2 separate regions of the Gasterosteus aculeatus genome follow, and region 1 is linked to region 2. Evidence: chromatin contacts called from public Hi-C data. All regions are on one chromosome and are shown on one strand. Each heading gives the region's core, a stretch centred on a gene start, on an enhancer-like site or on the middle of the called end of the contact. The rest is flanking DNA. Distances are from core to core; before and after follow the strand shown.

What was found. Hi-C and Micro-C count contacts between places; a contact is called where the count stands out from the background.
Region 1: a contact with region 2 is called in a Hi-C map of skeletal muscle, with 2.4 times the contacts expected there. The contact joins the promoter of pstpip1b here to the enhancer-like site in region 2.

What each region holds. Positions count from the first base shown.
Region 1 is chr12:16,772,779-16,778,524 of fGasAcu3.hap1.1, reverse strand. It overlaps pstpip1b (proline-serine-threonine phosphatase interacting protein 1b), which reads right to left and starts at 2,942. Exons shown (of 15, transcript XM_040203706.2): 1 at 2,715-2,942; 2 at 2,102-2,202; 3 at 1,865-1,939; 4 at 1,519-1,553; 5 at 1,300-1,406; 6 at 933-995; 7 at 717-809; 8 at 223-268; 9 at 1-10. The coding sequence starts at 2,747.
Region 2 is chr12:16,677,371-16,683,114 of fGasAcu3.hap1.1, reverse strand. LOC120809945 (transmembrane protein 266) reads right to left here. Exons shown (of 11, transcript XM_040164099.2): 10 at 3,589-3,651; 11 at 1,503-3,075. The coding sequence ends at 2,435. Among protein-coding and RNA genes, the nearest start is that of isl2b, 20 kb to the left of the region's middle. Within about 2 kb of position 2,769, at least 1 of the 9 cell types and tissues checked has open chromatin away from gene starts, as enhancers often do.

The DNA of each region.
Region 1 (5,746 bases), core at 1,693-4,192, 95 kb before region 2:
TACAGCTTCTCTGTGAGCGATTGTAGTGATTAGATACGTTTGTAGTAAAGAAATGAAACACAGCAACAAACACAAGTTCATTTGTAAAGCCTGCAAGGTGCAAATTTCTTCGCAGCTTCTATAATATGTGATGACTGTACTGGAAGTTGTATGAAGATAGAGGCTTAGTTGTGCAGGTTCAATATAGAAATTGTAGAGTTGAAACATGCTTGTGGGCCTTACCTGCTTCATTGGCTGTCTGTCTGCATTGCTTAGCCCTGTTACGCATCTGAGAATAAAGTTGTATGAATAATAAAAACGAAGGAAACAACAAACATGGCAAGTGAAACAAGCTCTTGTCAGAAACTGCTGAGACTTCTTCAAATTAAAACATCATACGGCCCAAGTATGCTAGACCCTCCAAAATATGTCTTTGGCCCTTTTCTTTACTATGCAAAAGTCTAAAGATTATCGTAGTCATTTGGGGGATATGCCATGGATTGAATTAACGAAAAATTCTGACTTCCGATGTTAAACTGGCTGTTAAACATACTTCAGTTCCTCTTTGCTAGACGTTGCATTATTGCATCACTGTGCCCAATTACAGGGAAGTTTCACCAGTAAACTTGCAGTTTGGGGTAAAAAGCAATATGCCACATGTAAGTCAATGTTTGAATTCCTTAAAACTGCCAACTGGTCTGCATCACACTTCTAGTGGGCCAGTTTACTTAATAAACCTTTTCTGAGTTTTTGCAGGAAGTAGTTGTCTTCTCGGCTCCCTGTTCTGCCTCGTCCGCCTCTCTGCATCTCGCCTCATAGTTCTTCTTAGACTGTAAGAAACAGAAACCAGTCCACGAAAACTGCTCAACAATGACAAAAAAAAGTCGTGTTGGATTGTTGATTTGATGCCAAATGTCTTAAATGAAATGACATCATCTTATGATGTCACTTACTTCCACCGTCCTCTTGTACAAAGAAACCTTTTTCTTCTGAACCTTCTCCATGATGCTTTGGAACTATGAGCAGAAGCACAATGGTGAAATTTCATCTATTCATCTAACTTCATCTAACTTCACCTAAATGGAATGTTTAATGTGGACTCTTAAGAATTCGAGTGGTGCCTGCATTTCTTTGTGATTACATGGTTTGTAAATATCTATAAATGTGTATTATCCCAAAAAAGGGATTTAAATAATCTTAGCAATAGATACAATTTTCACATAAGTATAAGAATAAAGCCAAGCTGAAGAAAGCCAGCAAACGTTACATCATGGTCATCAGGGAAATGAAACCTCAACTCTATACTGTACAGTTAAATACCTTCTTCCTGTGTTCTTTCTGCCGTTCTCGGAATGTCTCAATCTTTTTCACCTCCTCTTTCAGTATATCGGCCAGCTGGATGTGAAAGTTACCAACGTTCTCAATTTCTGCAGCCAAAAACACCTAAATTAATCACTTCTACACATTCACAGACGCAGAAAAAGAACGCAGCACTTTTTAGCACCTTGGTGTGATTTGTCCGTGGCTTCGTTGACTTACCTGTCTTCAATAGGTCAAAGGTTGCTCTCAGGGTGCTGGAAGAGCAATGCACATTTAAGACGGTAAGAAGTAAATGTCTGACTGCTTGTGACACAACGGGAACAGGAAGTCGGGCAACATACAGTATAAGTAGGCAGTAGGCAGTCGGATCGATACATTAACACACAGCAAACCTTCTTTTCCCTTCTCTCTCTTTCCATCTCACACACAAATCATGTTGTTTCCTTTTTAAACAAAGAAATCACTCACAGACCCATGACTGGCGTGTCAACGAGTCACATGGGGTATGCTGTCTTATATACAAAGTGTACAGCACGACTCGTAACCAGGATGCGGATGTGTTTACCTGATCTCTGTGTGTCCCCCCGCTTTGCGGGCAATAGTCACCAGTTCCTTCCCATACTTCTCCTCTGCGAGCGTCCTGAGAAGTAAGAACACAGATGCAACACCGTGTGAACTGCGTTGTCTTTGTCCTAACAAAACGGGACGCGCGACTTGTCACGCAGTTGTGGTGCTGTATGATACATGTTATGGTAACAGAATTGCACGACATCATTTTGAATTTTGTGATGGTTTCGGTTACCTCATCTTTAAAAGCTCCTCCACATCTTTACACATTTGCTTTCCATCTCGCAACCTTTGGATTACAGCGTCGTACCCGGCGTGACAGGTGAAGCTGGACCCCTGTATTTGGAAGACGTAGAAAAGGTTTAGAGGAATACTGGATACTGGAGATTTATCAACAATAGTTGCAACAAGTTATTGACTCAATCCTGGGGAACCCGTGTGGTTAAAAAGCAGAACTAGCATTGAGCAAAAAGTAGTTTTTATGAAATGCAGCATGCTCGGAACCTCATGAAACTGCCATTCTGCCAAGAGTGGAGCATATTGACAGTAAGTAGTTTGATGCATTGAGGTAACTTAGTACTTAAGTACTCTCTTTGTGTATTGAGAGGACTTAAGGCTTAAAGGCATTTTTATTTTATAACATGTACATTTACTCCTACACTGTCACTGGTGGGGAGTTTAATGGTAGTCAATTCTTTTTTAGGCACTTTTACTTTTACTCAACGTGAATTCTAAAATAAGGAAAATGAACTTTGATGACAGCGAGACTGCAAAGACCCCCTGCACTTTCAGTTTCAAGGACTAATCCCAACCACAGCGAGACGTTAGAGCACCAAAACCCAACTCACCCAGAAAGCATCTTTAAACATCAAAGGTGTCATCTCAGTTGTTTCCTCCGTGCACGGAACCCTTCCTCAGCCTGAACTTCATTCACCTCTTTGTCACTGAAGTCAATCGCTCACCGACAACTTGAATAAAGTTGTTTTGGGCCGACTAAACTGTGCTCAGGCGGTGAGCAGCCTGACTGTCGGCGAGTCATTAAGAATGAGGAAGAGCTTCTGTCCCATGATGTCACTGACCGCAGCCAGCTCAGCCAATGTGTGACACGGCATCTCTAACTCAAAAGTCTCAGCTTCAGATGGCTGTGTTACATATATATATATATATATATATATATATATATATATATATATATATATATATATATATATATATATATATATAATCCAACATCATATCACAAATATATATATATATATATTCGTGATTTTATCTCGGATATGTAACACATGTAAGAATATATGTTACATATAAACGCATATTTAATGTCCATATAAGAACGTTGTCGTGCGCATTCCTGTGATGAACACAAGAGGGAGACACAGACCTTTCTAAAAAATATCAAAGAAGCCTCCAAGTATTACATGGGATGAAACCCTTCCATTATGGAGTCGGTAGTTCTTAAATCTCTGGGGCCCAAGATAAAATCACAAATCCTTCAATCCGGTTGAGCTGAAAACAAATCTGTGCCTCAGGCGTCTTTCTGGGACGATATGTGGACACGTCAACCTAGAAGCGTATTATTGATTTTTAAAGTGAGCAGAAGGACAGAGTGTGGTGTCTCTCACCCGTCACTCAATGAAACGTGTGAAAATCTTTGGAGAGATCATTCACACATCTTACGAGACAGAGGTTGTAAAAGGGACAGTACTGATCAATACAGCCAACTGACAATAAAATAAAAATAAATAAATTATGAAGCACTTTGAGGTGCAATTCTACATATATTACACTGGCCAGTTTGATTTATTGACTGTTTGGTTTGATCTTATTTTGCATGATTTATTCAAGAATGATTTCCTGTGAAAACTATTTACCCACAAAATAGACTTCTCATAAATGAATGAATTTTTCCGATACTTCAAATGAAGGAAGTTAGTTCATTCCTGGCCAGCTATCTATCCTTATGGAGTGAGCATTTCGTCCATTTACAATTATATTAATTCCGCCGTCCCACTTAGAAACATTTAGCGGTTTAAGTCCGAGGCCGAGGCTCCCAACGAGTTTTCAAGTCGAGATGCCTGACTCTGTGGTGCTTGGCCTTTGCTGTGACCCCGTTTGAGGCCTCTAATGGAGGGACAAGCTCTGGGAATCAGCTGTGCTGCCTGCGTCTGAGCACACTATCACACACCAGGGTACGCCAGGCCACACACTCACACACAAATACACTTAAGTGTCCCACCCCTCTCTCACTCGTTTTCTTTCTCTCTCCCTCACACTCCCTGGAGTGGCAGTTATTGAACTGTGACAAACGAGCCGTGTCAGACCGGCCCCCCTACCTGGGGGATTGGCTAAATGACCTTTCCATTACCCAACCACTGCTGTATTCCCCCTCTACAGATAGAGTTACACACACAGCCACAAAGCCCATTTGCTGGGACCGGTGTCAACGTCGCTGCCATTAGCCACTACATCTTTCTGTGCTTTCTCATTATAATTTGTATTTTAAACGTCAATGTTGCAGATCCATTTATCTGCAACATTTTGCAGTATTGATATTGATTTTGTGTGCCTGTGTTCCATGTGAGCTGCTATGAGAAGCAGCTTCCGTCCGGTCGCTTCGGTTTGTATTGTATATGCGTGTTTGACCTGTCTCTCACACATGCTCAAACCTCCGTACTTACTAATACCCTGTTGACTGTTGACGCTAGCATTGAATCTCGAGGCGAGGATTGGCAAACAGGATGCAAGAGGAGAGGGATGAAGCTATAAGGAGAAAAAAGTGAAAGAGAAGAGAGGCTCCGGACCGAACGGGTCGGGATCGTAGTCTGCAGCTGACTGCTGCTGGCTGTTGGATAGGAATGCAATGGAGTGAGTCCTTGGGAATTAGTGGGAACCTGTTAGTAAGATGACAGATGGAGATCTAATGATGTGTAGGCACAAGGGCACGGCCTGTAGTTGCTAGTGAGACAATCTGTAGTGGCTGTCACAATACAGCTGAGAACCAACAGCTAAAGGAGGAAGAGGAGGAGGAGGAGAGCGAGCCGGGGGCCTTTCTACCGTTTGATCCTGGTCCGGCTTTGAATGAAACATTTATTAGCTCTCTTAATCCTCAGCATCACTGCGAAGAACTCCGATGTTGATCGATCGGATCCTCGTGTTTCCGCTCTCCTGTTAGTCCGTCGATGTGATTCTCTGGGTACTGGGATTAAGGCAGCGTGGGCACACATACCAACATGACCAGAAGGCATAATTGTGTGGATTGTCCGTTGTATAAATATTTAACCGGCACTGATACGACCACGGCCACGTTCGTATTGATTTGATGATCTCAAAATGCCCTTAGAACATTCCATGTATGGGTGCAGATAAAAAGCTGGGAACGGGATTAGCGTGTGTATGTGTGTGTGCGTCTGTGCATTTAAGTCGCCGCGTATCCGTGGTGACCCCTGTAAAAGGGATGCGTGCCACAGGCAATTCCCCCTCTGTCCTCTCCTCTCTGCCCCCCCACGGTCCCTTCAACAGACGGGCTCTTGGTGTTACACTAATTTGCCCAGTGGCCATTCCCTCCACTGGGACGCACCCCGTCCTCCTCACCTGACTCCATTTTCTTTTCTTGTTTTTTCTTGCTCTCTTTCATTGCACCTTCTGACCCATGTCCTCTCCTCTTGGTTGTTTTTTTTTGTCACTTCCATACTCCCCTTCTCTCTGTGTGTGTCATCATCCTCCACTCTCACCTCGCTCATAACTCTTGTCTTCTTTCTCACTCCCTCTTTTGCTCTCTCTCTCTCGCTTCTTCTCTCCAGCCAGGACGGTTTGCTATTCCTGCTGGTCTCTCATGGCCGGGCCTTTTACCACCACGTGATGCTGTTTTTTTGTG
Region 2 (5,744 bases), core at 1,520-4,019:
GACAAAGGGTCTGGCTGTCTACAAAGGACTTACCTCTTCGGGTGGAGTCCCGCAAGTTGGCCCAGAAGTTCATTGGCCCTTATCCAATAATCAAGGTGATCAACCCGGCAGCCGTCCGTCTTCGCCTCCCCAGAACCATGAGAATTCACCCCACGTTCCATGTTTCCCGTGTCAAGCCAGTCAAGGAGAGCCCCCTGGTCCCATCCTCCAGACCCCCTCCGCCCCCCCGACTCGTCGACGGGGGCCCCGTGTATACCGTGAAGCGACTGTTGGCAGTCCGACGGCGGGGTAGGGGCTGTCAGTACTTAGTGGACTGGGAGGGGTACGGCCCAGAGGAGAGGTCGTGGGAACCGGCGGGCAACATCATGGACCCATCCCTCATCAGGGATTTCAATCGACGCTTTCCCGAGCACGCTGGGTCGTCTGGAGACGCCCCTAGAGGGGGGGGTACTGTGACGACTCGAAGAGACTGAAGATTAACTTCCTGTTTTATTTTTGTAACCACGGCACTTCCTGTATCTAGTTTCCCCCCACAGCTGAGTTTAGTTTGTAATCACCCCCACCTGTATTTAAGCCTCAGTTCCCCACTTGTCTGTGTCAGGTTATCTTTTGTCGTTCCTAGAGGTACATGTTTGTTGTTAAATTCCCAGTGCTGTTTTTGTAATCTTGTTTCTACTTTGTTGCCAGGCTCTCTTCCTTTTTGTTTTCTACAAGAGCGTGAGGATTCCGCCTTTGCCTGTGCCCCCTTTGTTTTGCATTAGTTTACTCTCCTAGTAAAAGATTCCAAACCTTGAAAGAATTTTCTGTTGCCTTATTGCTCTGCACCTGAGTCGAAGTCCTGACCCCTCACAGATTCTTTCATTTGTCTTGAAAAAGAACTGCAGTACTGATAATATTATTCTGAGACCCACAACAGTATTTGTTCCTGTTCCTGTTTGAGCGAGACTTAGCCAGGAGGGCGTCACGTGAACTAACATGCACCAAAGGATAACAGAGCAAAGAGAAGCATGGAACACATCACACACACACAGAGTGATTCTCTGCTCAGTTAGACCGTATCCCATCATATCTTTATATCTCTATGTATTGTTACTTCTAAAATCCTTGTGTTGGTAGCTTAGTTGTAGCTATAATAGTTATTAACAATTAAAACATTCTCTGGATACTTGTAAACATTTGACAAGCAACAAAATGGTACAGCAGTTTATCTTTTGAATTAATCATATGAGAGAGTAATTAGGGGGGTTGATTCTCACGACACGCGTACAATGACTTGACCAATTAGCAATTGTTTTGACAGGTCTTTCAATGTTAATAACCTTAAATAATTTAGGTATCTCAAAATATTATGCACATAATGAGAAGATACTAATGAAATAATGTTGTACAGTGCAGTGTGTAACAAGGAGCCTGTGAGAAGAACATATTTGATTAGAGGCCACTCAGTAGTTATCAGTTTTATCGTGCTTATTATTGCTTCAATTTCAGTAAACTGAGAAACGTTAAGGAAATACTCATTTTTATTTTTGCTATTTTCATTCAAATGACATCACCTGCGTTTGGCAATAACTTCCTCCATATCAAGTTTACAAACGTGTCTGTAAACGTTAAAGTGCAAAGAATTTGCTTGCCATTTTGGGCACATGTCTTTCATGCTACAAGCACTCAGTTTCATGTAAAGAATCCAGTTACTTAACTTTTCATTTCAACCACACAAATATACCCTACTAACGTTTTTTGAACAAGTAAATAAAAATGCTATTTAATAACTACTGATGGTGGTCCATTGTTACAAATCAAACAAATGGGTGATAAAAAGGCATAGGTTAAATACAAATTGGCTGTTTGTATAGTTAAGCCAGTCTTATGTACCCTGTAGCTGTTTGACAAAGAACAGCATGCCTGATCCGAAAGTTGATCCATACAAATTGAGAGAAACAAAATAACAACACAAATGCAATAGAAAAAAATCCATTCAACTATTACATTTCAAAGAACAGAGGACACGGTTCAGACTTAAAGTTTTTGAGTGGCCCCTTGCTGGTTTTGATTCATTTAAAGTTCAGTGCATTTTCAAAGTGCACAGCATTTTCAGACCTTTTCAAAGTGAGAATTCCTGATCAGGGGCCCCAGCTGGGATGTTACAGTCGTTGTTGTGCTATATCAGGGAATTTCTGATGTAAAAAAAGAAAACATCAATGAGGAACATGGGAGATTGGACATTATGGCAAAGGGCCTATGAGTTCCTATTATCATTTCTACTATTCGACTTTTGAACACGTGAAGTTAAGGAGCATCAGTTTTGGCTCAAAGAAAAATATTAATAATATAATGTGCTTCTCATAAGCTTTAACCTGCCACAAACTTCAGGTAGATGCCACACAAGGAGGCAGTAAAGTAAAGGATAATACTTCTGTTTCTGTGTATATGCAGCCTATGTATCAGGTAAGTTCCCCAGAGGTGTGTCAGCTGGTCCCAGGAGCCGGTACTTCTCCTCCAGGGACGGCTCGGTGGTGCTGCTCTGCAGGTGGATCAGCGGCTTGGTCTGCAACAGCACACAACCCCTTGCCCTGCCTCGTCTCTCCTCTTGGTTCCTGCAGTTGAAGAGGTTTATTCTATTGTCCAGCTCGGGGCTGGCCCTTTCTGAGCCAGTGGGGCTGGGAAGCTTGAGGTTGACAGGGTCCACTGCCAGGCCCTTTCGAGCAAGGCAGGAGTCCTCAGAGATGGAGAAGAGTAGCTCCTGAACCACCATGCCGGGGTCTCTGCAGGCGTCCTGGCCTGAGTAGGACGGAGGACAGCAGCGGTGGGTGCTGTAGCTCAGACCGAGGTCCTGAGCTGTGCTGCTGCTGCAGTCTGTCATGGATGAACCCGGGGTGTGGCTACTCAGGCTGAGCGGGCGAGCTGTAAGGCTGCCGCTGGACCGCGACATGCTGGTTGAGGCGTCACTTACCACGCTGCCCACTCGCTCCATCGCAAGCATCGGGTTTGGCTGATTGGGATTTAGGTTGATGGGGAGGTGGACGTCGATGGATGCCCTGGTGATAGCCTGGGCACCCAAGCCAGAAGCTCCAGCGTCTTTAAAAACAATGCATTTATTTTTAGAAAAGGGTCAAACCACATAAAACAAATAAGCTAATTTCTTCAAACACAAAAATTGCATAGGCTCTTTTTCCAAGTAAAGACTTTTGAGGAGGATGAGTTGCATCAATAGGAAAGACGCTATGTGGACACCTGCTCTAACAGTCTACTGTTTGTCAGTTATATCACCAAAGCTTGATTACAGTATGAGAAAGTCACCTTAATAATTAATATATGTGCCTAGGTAAAGCCAGGCTGAATAAGTTAAGTTCTGAGTTTATATTAGAATATTTCTATCTCGACAGATATTCAGTGTGTCAACCTGTAAGGCAATAACCTGCATCAGCTAATTCTATGACCAGACCTAAGAAGTTTAGTCCTATCACCTTTTACTTAACATCCTTTTAACCGCCCCAAAAGTAGTTTTTGATGAACTGTTTCGCTTACTGTAATTTTATTTACATGAACATGGAGAGGTATGTATAAAAATCTATGCTCATAGACACTTACCGCTGCTCGCTTCACTGTAGTATTGGCTGATGTAGTTGTTCATGTCATCACGCACAACTGGATCTGAGATAATAATGAATACACATATTAACCATTCAAGTGAATAACAACACCCAGACATGTTGCTATAGTGACCAAATTTTGTTAAACGTAATCCATATGAGGGGAGCATTTACTCTTTCATTCTACTACATGTTTTATAACATATGCATGTTATCACTGTAACTCTTTTTTTTCACTGTCATCTCAGTTTAAATAAAAATGCCTGGTTTTTAACATTTTGGATCGTAGATAAATACAAAAAGAAAGAAAGAAATTAAATACTACTCAAATATTATATTCAACAATAGTACAGAAATGGATCCGAGTGAAAAGGACCAATACTGTTGAATTATGTTGAAACATAGCGTGACTGACTGCTACTTCTCTCTGTGGTAGAACATGCAATTGGATTGCACGCCTTTTTGTCAGGTCTGTTTCTGTGTTAACCGCACAAAGTAGTGCAAATGGAAAATATCTCCTGTGTTTACAACATAATATTGACAGAGATGTCTTATGCCCCGGGCCACAGGTACTTCATTGTCAAGCGGTCAGGATCAAGCACTGCTACGCAGTGCATTAGCTGCACCCTAGTGCACCAGAAATAAACTGGGACAGGGTGGGCTTGGTTTTTTCAGGGATAAGAGGAGTGAGTGAAAATAAAAGAGAGCGGGAGAGAGAGAGAGAGAGAGTGTGAGAGAGAGAGAGAGAGTGGGAGCTCTTTGTTCAGGCGCAGACCCCTCCAGTCTAGCAGACCTCTGCGTGCGCAGTGAATGGCTGTGATCCGCTATGCTTCCTCCGTGCGCTTGATTGGTCTTGAGCTCACTGTCCGCTGGCTGAGTGCGAACCCAGAGTACCCTGAGTGCTAGCCCCTGTCCCCCGGGACACGCTGCAGACTCTGATGGGTAATTTCATTTATTTTTCAGTCTAAAATATTAATCCTTGAGCCACCCCTGGAGAGAAGGCATTGCACTCACTAAAACAAGACTGAGACAATCACTTCACAATTAATAACACATGAGTCTTAAGATTAAAAAATGGGCTGTCCAGCACACGTAAAAAGGCTTTGCCCTTCTTTCTGTGACTGTCAAGATACTGGGCTGTCACCTTTTTGTGGAGAAAAGAGAGGTGACATGCCAAGGTCCTTTTAGTTCAAATCTGAACTATAAATTGGACGGGTGAGGTATCAGTTCTACATCGCGGATGAAGAATTGTTACCATTGTAACTGATGATGCAGATGAAGTGAAAAGGCATCAGGGGTGTAAATGGGCACTGCGGTAGGACAGGGTCCAGCGGTGCTGGGATGGGGGTTGGTAGAGAAAGCTATTCCCAATACAAGAGGCCCTTTTTACAGCAGCCATTTTGACTTGCCAGTGGTCCATTAAGGTGGGCCAAGGCCCTGGTAGCCACACACTAAATAGAATACCACCATATTCAATTTCACCAATTACACCTGTTTATCCTGCTAGGACGATGGCTGCTGTGAGAAGGAACTATATGGCAATGTTGGGATGAATACTTTCGTTATCCAGGACATTTTACCCTTGTCTGCCGTTGTCAGGCTGACATTTTTATGTTTATTGGGTGGATTGTCATCAAATTTGGTAAAGACTTCCATGTCCCTCTTAGGGGGAGTTCCAATAACTTTGGCCGATCTTCTGACTCTTCATCCAGTGACGTTCACCATTTATGTTCATCATCGAACAAAGATAATTAACATGGTCAACACTAGACGCGCTCGAGATCTGCACGTCAGCATTATCATGAGAATGTTGCCATTCAGATCAAAGCAGTAGTCAATACCTTGGATACAATCTATCTAGGTGTTGGAGAAAAAACGCAGCTGGTTGATTAACACTGATTGTCATGTTTTTGAAAATTGGTACTTCATGGGGAAACCCTCAATCCCCTGTAACTTTCATTCTTAAGACGACCACGAGCGCACAATATTGAGCAATACGTATAAACGCTGACCTGACATGACCTGAGCCCTGTGGCCAAAGTGCCCATCCCAGGGACCATGTTTCCGTAAAAAAAACCACTTGTTTCTGAGAGCCAGATTTCCCACAATGCCCTTGGGGTAATATTGTGGCCGCCGTGGAGCCTCTCCTGGTGC